Regions from separate parts of the Mus musculus genome. Here region 1 is linked to region 2. Evidence: chromatin contacts called from public Hi-C data. All regions are on one chromosome and are shown on one strand. The core of a region is the stretch at or near the end of the contact, and the rest is flanking DNA. Distances in the headings are between cores, read along the strand shown. Region 1 overlaps Gm31202 (a long non-coding RNA gene). Region 2 has its middle 87 kb from the start of Gm26535.

Evidence for each region. Hi-C and Micro-C count contacts between places; a contact is called where the count stands out from the background.
Region 1: a contact with region 2 is called in a Hi-C map of bone marrow-derived macrophages, with 4 times the contacts expected there. The contact joins two enhancer-like sites. A contact is called at or near these places in 4 of 484 Hi-C or Micro-C datasets (bone marrow-derived macrophages, embryonic fibroblasts, macrophages and 1 more) and 1 of 115 datasets of contacts at active chromatin or transcription factors (embryonic stem cells).

Annotation. Positions count from the first base shown.
Region 1 is chr10:37,357,528-37,361,323 of GRCm38.p6, reverse strand. It overlaps Gm31202 (a long non-coding RNA gene), which reads left to right. Exons shown (of 3, transcript XR_380243.2): 2 at 44-314; 3 at 509-626. Among named protein-coding and RNA genes, the nearest start is that of Gm31202, 4.9 kb to the left of the region's middle. Within about 2 kb of position 2,198, at least 32 of the 459 cell types and tissues checked have an H3K27ac peak or open chromatin away from gene starts, as enhancers often do. A contact at or near this core is called in bone marrow-derived macrophages and uterus, where this site is marked.
Region 2 is chr10:37,230,086-37,234,097 of GRCm38.p6, reverse strand. No RefSeq gene overlaps it. Among named protein-coding and RNA genes, the nearest start is that of Gm26535, 87 kb to the left of the region's middle. Within about 2 kb of position 1,702, at least 167 of the 459 cell types and tissues checked have an H3K27ac peak or open chromatin away from gene starts, as enhancers often do. A contact at or near this core is called in bone marrow-derived macrophages and uterus, where this site is marked.

The DNA of each region.
Region 1 (3,796 bases), core at 949-3,448, 130 kb before region 2:
GGAAAAATGTAAAAATTCTCAGGCTAACTCAACACTTTTGCAGGTCAAGACCAGTGATTCTTTCCCGAAAGAGGATGTGTTGGTATTTCTGAAACTGGCTGGTCCTTTGCATCACTAACTGCTGTGTAATTCTAAGCCTTGGCACAACTATGATCAAATCACAACGATGATTCAGTCCACAAGACAGTGCATGCCTATGTAATGAACTCCATTAAAGCTGTACAGAAGTTCAGACCAGGAACTATGAAGCCCTGCCCAGAGACTACGTTCACACTAGTCACTGATCATCTTTGTAAAGCAAACCACAAAAGTTGGTAAGTAAATGGTGATTTAAAAGTGGGAAAGAGACACTATCGTATTTATGAGAAAGGTCTTAGATAATCTGATAAAATAACATAGTCTCTATTTTTGAAATGAAGAGATATTTAGTTTTATTTTATAGAATTATTTCTATTTTATGAGTTTAGTATTAGGGTATAATAAATTCTTTGGTTTTTTTTTCCTATAGGAGAGCATTTATTATTCGTCACACAATAAAAAGTAATTATCATACAACTATATTACCATTGAACAACTTAATTAAAGAAGTGGCCTAACTGTGTTGCCTTTTCTATCAAATGGCCTAGCTCTGAAAAGATGGTGAGTATTTCTTGTTTTCCAAGTAGAAAGTGGGTTTTCTTCCTTTTTTATTGATGTAAATTTGTTCTTTGATAAGTTCATACATGTCTACAATGCATTCTGACTCCTTTCACTACCACCTTTGCATCTCCTCTTTTCCTCACAGGCAGAATATTTTGGGTTTTTTGCTGACCTACTACTAGAGCCATTGGTATGACCACAGTTTGGAACCTTATGCGATTTTTAGGAGGGTGTCCCAGAAATACAACCAAAAGTTCTTATCTTTATTCTGCAATTCCTCTTAATTTTTTTAAAATTTTTCAAAGAACTATTTTAAAAAAGGGAAAGAAAAATAATAAAAAAAAAAAAAACCCTGAACTTGTGTTAATCATTCAAATGTTGGAGCCCATATAGGATTAGAGAGCATGACTGTGTTTCCTTGGGAAAGGAAATAATAGCGTGACCAACCAATTGCTGTAGAGACAGAGGAAGATGAGGCTAGAGGGGAGCCGGGAGCTGTGGAGAACAGAGTACATAAAATTACTCTGGAGAGAAGAAGACAGCAATCTGAGCCTTTTCTTCTTCCCAGTTTGGGTGGTGATATCCTCAGATCACTCCTATAGTCGATCGATTCAAATCTACCTTAATCATTCATAGGAATGCCATAGAGTTTATGCCAGGAGGTTGTAGCTGCCATGTCCTAAGCCAACTCTCTGAGAAAATTGCATCAAACAGAGCAACCTGCACTGCAGATACCAAAGGAGATGGTGCATCATGAAGAAGGCTTGCAATTCATCATGGAAACAAAGATGCAAATGGAACAGGAAATCAGGAGGCAAGAAGATGAGAGTATATGGTTCTCCGGATTATAATTTCACTTTTTTTTATCATGAAGAAGTTGATCTTTTTGTTGCATTTTCACACTCAATTGTTTTGAGAAGAATTTCATGTTTATTTCATGTTTGATGCATTTCAGTGTTTATTGTTTTGGAAATACTGGTTGATCTACAACAAGGTATTACATATTTAGATAACCTAACACATCATTCACTGACAGTGGGACATGGGGTGAAAAACAACAGTCACACAGCTGAAAACAGAGCTAGACACTTCTCTAAAAGGAAGGCGGTCTTCTGACACATGATAGAGATTGGTTCTAGCTCACCAGGAGACATGGGGATTGGGACAGAAGGCAGCTGTGGGAAGAAGAAAATCTTTCTAGCAGCTGAAGACTTGAGGGGGATGTTGCTGCAATCTCTGCCATTAAAGAAGAGAGTGAATGATCTATCTTTCCAGGCTATGCTATTGTTTTCCTTGTAGGTTCCCCTAAATTGCCTTGTGTTGCTTTTCCTAAACTGTTGATGATTTTTCTCACTCCCTTCCTTCAAAGGGGAAGTACCTGGCTTATGTAGCATGCTCAAGGCTGACCTGGTGCCCTAGTTGCTTGTTTTGCTGTAATAAAAAACCAAGACCAACTCATGGAAGAAAAGATTTGTTTGGCTTAAGTGTTCTGATCATAGTCTATGGCTGAGGGAAGTTGGGGCAGGAACTGAAACAGAAGCTGAGGAGGAACCCTGTTTGCTGGCTTACTCTAGATGGCTTGCTCAGCTTGTTATTTATACAATCTATGACCACTTGCCCAGGGGTGGCACTGCCCACAGTGGGTTAGGTCCTCACAGACCAATCATTAATCATGAAAATGCCCCCTACAGACTCCTATAGGCCAATCTGGTGAATGCATTTTCTTAAATGAGGCTTCTTCTTCCCAAGTAAGCCTATCTTATATGAAGTTGACCAAAACCAAACCAAAACAAAACGGAACAAAATCAAATAAACAAACAAAACCTACCTAGCACACCTAAGCTACAAAGTGAGACACTGTTCCTAAAATAAACAAACAAAACTCACATGTTAATCTACTCTACCTGAGTAAATATACTCTCTGTCTCAGGCCTGAGCTACAGCCTTGGTAATAAGCCCTGAGCCATTCTTTAGCCTGCTGTGACTCCCTTTCCTGTGCACAAAACAGCAACAGTGCAGGAGGTTCTAAGATTTACCTTCCTGAACTAACTCAACAAAAAGGGGATGCTGAGTTCAGCACATGGTGTTCAGTATAAAGGTCTGCAAATGCGATCACTTTGGGGCTGTGGTTTTCATCAGACAAGCCGAGGTAACATTTTAATGTGATCATGTGCACATACCAGGGCCTGATTTTCCTAAATTGCTCTCCCTAAATGGAATTCCTTTACCAAAGCACAGACCCATTCCCCCGCCCCCCCAAGGGGCATACTAGTGTCGTTCTCCAATGAAACTCAATTCTGCACACATTAACTCCGAGGCAAGGCTCTAGTAAATCCACTTAAACCCTTCCATTTACTTATTGTGAAATTATTTGATTCCATATTTTCTATTTTAAAAGATCAGAATATGTGTAGCAGTGGGAGATAACTCCTTAGGCTTTTGACTTGTACATTCTCTCTTTCAGAGAGTGACTCGTTCATTTTGGTTAGATGCACGTTTATCATGATGCCGTTGGCTGAGTAAGACATAATGTTGATCATTTTGCTGATAATGTAAGGCTTAGAGAAGGCTAACACTTGTGCACATCTGCCTTCTCCAGCTCTTCCAACACTGTTAAAGAATGTCTTTTTAGTTGGATTTTTGAGATGTGTATTTAAAAAAAAAATCTGAGTAAACTTAATTTTTGGAATCTTTACAATGCTGACAGTGAGCATTTCCCTGCACACAGCCTTTAGTAGAGCAGCCAAGGTTGTCATGGTGAAATGGATCAGCGCTGTTTGCCAGGCAGCCCATGGAACTGCAGACAGGCTGTTGGTACAGAGCTAGCTACACAGGCCACCAGTTCATTATCTATAGCTGAATCTAGGTCACTGGGATTTGTTGATGCTGCAGCTGATCCTGAGGTACTTCTGTCTCCTTCAGTGTTCAAAAATGGCCCATGCACACTGGGTATCCCTTGTGGCTGCAAACACTGCAGGCTTAGATCCTCTCCTTCTGCACGATAAGTGTTAGTCTTTGCATTTAATTAAAAACTCTCAACCGTTTAAGCTGGAAAACATCACAGGTTTGCCTACCTCCGTGTGTGCCTCTGTGTGTGTGTATGTGTGTGTCTGTATGTGCATTCATGTACGCAAAACTTGACATGGAGATATCACAC
Region 2 (4,012 bases), core at 453-2,952:
AGCCATTTACAGGAGTAGCTTCGACCAGGAGGAAGCAGGACCCTGAAGAGTACAGGGTCCAGTGGGCACAGTAGAGCACACTGCTGACCGGGTTAGGTAACAGTGGCATCACCTCTCCTGGCTTGTCTGCCAGGCTCTCCGGGCTCTCTCTGTCTTGAAAAGAACAAGGTGACGTTGTCCAACCACATGTACTCCTTGAACCATTCAACATCAACAAGTGTTATTTCAAACCTTGCCTGGGGGAGTGGGGGATGGGGTGGTGTGGGGTCATGTGGTCCACAACATTAAATTCTAATTTCGATAAATGTACCTGCTGTTCTTTTGTATTAAGTGATGACATGAAGCTATGAAACCTGAGGCTCTATTTTTGGCTTTATGTATTTTTTTTTTTTGTGGGAAAAACTACCCCTTAAAACTTTTCATGATGATGTGTGTATGTGTGTGAGTATGTGTGTGTGTGTGTATGAGAGAGATAGAGAATGTGTATGTGTAAGTGTGTGCACATGTATAGACTAATAGAACAATTTTCAGGAATTAATTCTCTCCTTTCATGTGGCTCCTGGGCCTTGAGTTTACATCATCAGGTTTGGCAGGAAGAACCTTTACCCAGTGAGCTATCACAAAGGCATCTTAGCCATTTTAAAATTAGTTTTAATTGGAAAATACGCACAACACAAAATTTGGTGTGAACTATTCCATTGCTATTCTTCCATCCTTAAATTCCATTTCAACTATTTTCATCTTCTCTACTTAAACAACTGTGTCTTGAGACAGTCTCCCTATTTAGCCAGGTTGGTCTCAAGCTCAAGATGCCCAGCCCTAGGCCTTTTATGTGAGGATCCGGATCCATTGAACAACTCCTCCAGCCCCTAGCAAGCACCACTCCACTCTGCCTTCATGCATTTGACTGCTTTAGGATCCACATGTAAGGAGATCTTTCTCTGACCAGCTGATCTCATTTAGTATCATGACTATAACTTTCCATCACCATCCCAGCAGATATCAGGACTCCCTGCATTAAGACTACTATCTCTTTGGAAGTGTGAATCACAGACTTTAAAGGCATGATCTCTAAAGCCTTTAATTCCAGAACATTCCCATGTTGAGCCTGAGAAGAAGTCTGCTGTGAGTTCAAGGATGGCATAGTTTTAATTTCCATTTTCCAGTTCATTGGGAGCATGTACTCAAGTCAGAGGTGGGACTGGTAATCACTCTGCCTCTGCCTTTCCAGGGCTAGAATTAAAGGCACGTCTCACCGTGCCCTACCATGTCCACCTCCTTTTTAGCCTTTGAAGAACCACCACACCACTGTTGATAGGCAATCCCTTGACAGTGAACAAAATCTTGCTTTTTCCACATCCTCTCCAACACTTGGAATCTTCTGGCTCTGTTTATGGTTTTGATAGTAGCCATCTTAATGTGCTGTAATTCCATTTTGACTGACGTGCAGGGAATGTGAGATAAGATTTAAACAATGTAGCCGACTTTCTTGTACTTTTGTGAGACTTTTCATGAACAAGTTGTTAAACATTTAAACAAAATAACTAAAAGACATCGTAAAGAATTGGATTTTTTTTTAGTTACCCTTGCTCTGCTGTCTGGAGAGGAAGTTTAAAAAAACAAAAGGACTTGCAAAGGACGGTAGGGGTTTTCCCTGTTGGTTCCAAGTCAGCAGAATAAAATGAGCCCAAGAGGCTGTAATGTGTTGCGCTGTATTCTCCTGCGTGTGTTTAGTGCAAATGTTCTAGATGTCTCTAAGGTGCTTTTGTGTGTTTCACAGTTTGCATATCTTCACTACGCAACTGCCTGGCCAGAGCAGATAAGCCCCAGAAGGAAGAGTGGAAGGGGTGGTGGTGGGATGGGGGCAGGGTGTCTTCCCAGGAACTGGGTAACAGAATAGGGAATCGAAGCGCTGCTAACCCTGGACAAAGGCAGAAAGAACAAGAATGAAGAGGAAGTCAGGCTGCGCTCCCCCCTCCCCTCCTCCCCCTCGCCCCTCCCCCGCCCAGGCCCGCCACCAGCTGATTTCAGCGTCAGCTGTTTGGTTTGAAGCCTACTTCCCCTTCTAAACTGCTGATGCCCTTGCTCTACAGCAGGGAAGAGCCAACCCTGCCATGCTAATCTCTGACTGCCCACAACCCCCCTCCTCAGTTCTCCCTCCCCCATCCTCCCCCAGTCATACCTAGGCATTTAAAAACTACAGATTACTGAATATGTACTAATTATGAATGTCAAACAAGATGAAATAACTTCAGTCTTAAATACATTTTTATTACGAAAGTGTATTCAGAGCAAAGTTGCTCTCTTCCACATGCTGTAACAGGGATTCAGCAATTTAAAACTGTTTGCTTAGCACAGGGCCTTCATTGACTGTAGAAAATTCTTAAAATTTTAAATAATTTTGAAACTATAATAAACTAATATGTACAATAAGCTCAAAGTCACTCCATTTTTTTTAATTATTTTTATTTTTGACATGCTCTGACAGGTCTAAACTATGCCATCCAAGCTAGGTATGCTGGTCCATACTTGTAACCACAGTGCTTGGGGTGTAAACAAAGTGAGTTTCTGTCTCAAATACGCAAACAAACAAAAACAGCAAAACAAAGAAAATCATCTTTGGTGTGTGGTCGCCCTTATTAGTTTCCTTCTAAGTTGTGAAGACTTTGATAGCTGCCAAGCCTTCACTTTGCCCCAGGCGTGGAGCACTCTGTAGAGCTGAGCGGGAGCCTGGGTTGGGTCAGACTGGTTCGATCTGGGTACATGGGGGAAATGACTGGCTAGAATGCGGCCTAGACTAACTCACTGCAGAACAAAGTCTAGACCACCCAAGACACACTGACCTCTTCTGTCACCCATTCTTCTTCAGCAAGTGGTCCTCAGAAGGAACCCCCAAAGGGAGGGAGCCTGGTATTTTTTATAACTACTTAGAAAGATATTTAGGAAACTTTGCTAATCTAGTTTTGTGACTAAGTCTAAGAAATGTCCACAATCTGGTAAGAAGGGCTGGTACGATGATGATTCAGTGGTAAAGATAAAGGGGCTTGTTTTGCAAGGCTGACTACCTTGGGTTCAATCCCGTGTAAAGATGAATGGGGAAAAAAAAAAAAAAAAAAAAACTCCACAAAGCTGTAGTCTGACACACACACACACACACACACACTAAATAAATAAACAATTTAATTTTAAAAAATTAAAAAGACATGTCCACAATCATAGTGTGTCTTTTTGCCACTTCCACAAACATGCAATTAATAAAATAATGTATGCCTACCAAGTGCAGATGGAGCCAGCTTCTCCAATTGTTTTTGAGAATTGTGCCAAGTGGTCTCTTCTGATTCTTGTCTATACACAATCCAGACCAGACGTGAATTCTCAGTCTTACTGCTCAGCATCCTGAGGGCCAGGATTTTAGGTGAGTGAAATCACTATCTGGCTTTAGTAGCCTTTGAGCTGTTTTAGACAGTTACCTTGTGCTTCCTAACAGGAAAAGGTGGGAGAGGTAATAAGCCTAAGGCTAAAGAGTAAGTAGGACCAGAAGGTTACAGAGTACAGGAAGTCTTCACACACACTCACACATATGACACACACAGCTCTATACCCAGAGTAAAGCCACTTGTTTTCTGAGCTAATCTCAGGGGGGTGGTAATAAAGAGAGTATTTTGTAAAGGAGATTGCCTGTCTTAAGAAAGGAGGGAGAAAGATGAGCAAATGAAAATTTTCCATTTGTAATTTTATTATTTTACTTTGAATGGCCTCTTCACGTATATCTGACAATTTACTAAGCCTAATGGCACATATTATCAATCCTAATATTTGAATATTTGAAGGTCTCTAGAGGCAAAGCAGCAAAGCAGGCTACCCTCTGTGAGTTCAAGGCCAGCCTGAGCTATATGTTGAGGCCCTATGTCAAATTTATGTATGTGTGTGTGTGTGTGTGTGTGTGTGTGTGTGTGTGTGTATGTGTGTGTATGTGTGTGTATGGCTCTGTATGTGTGTTTATGGCTATGTG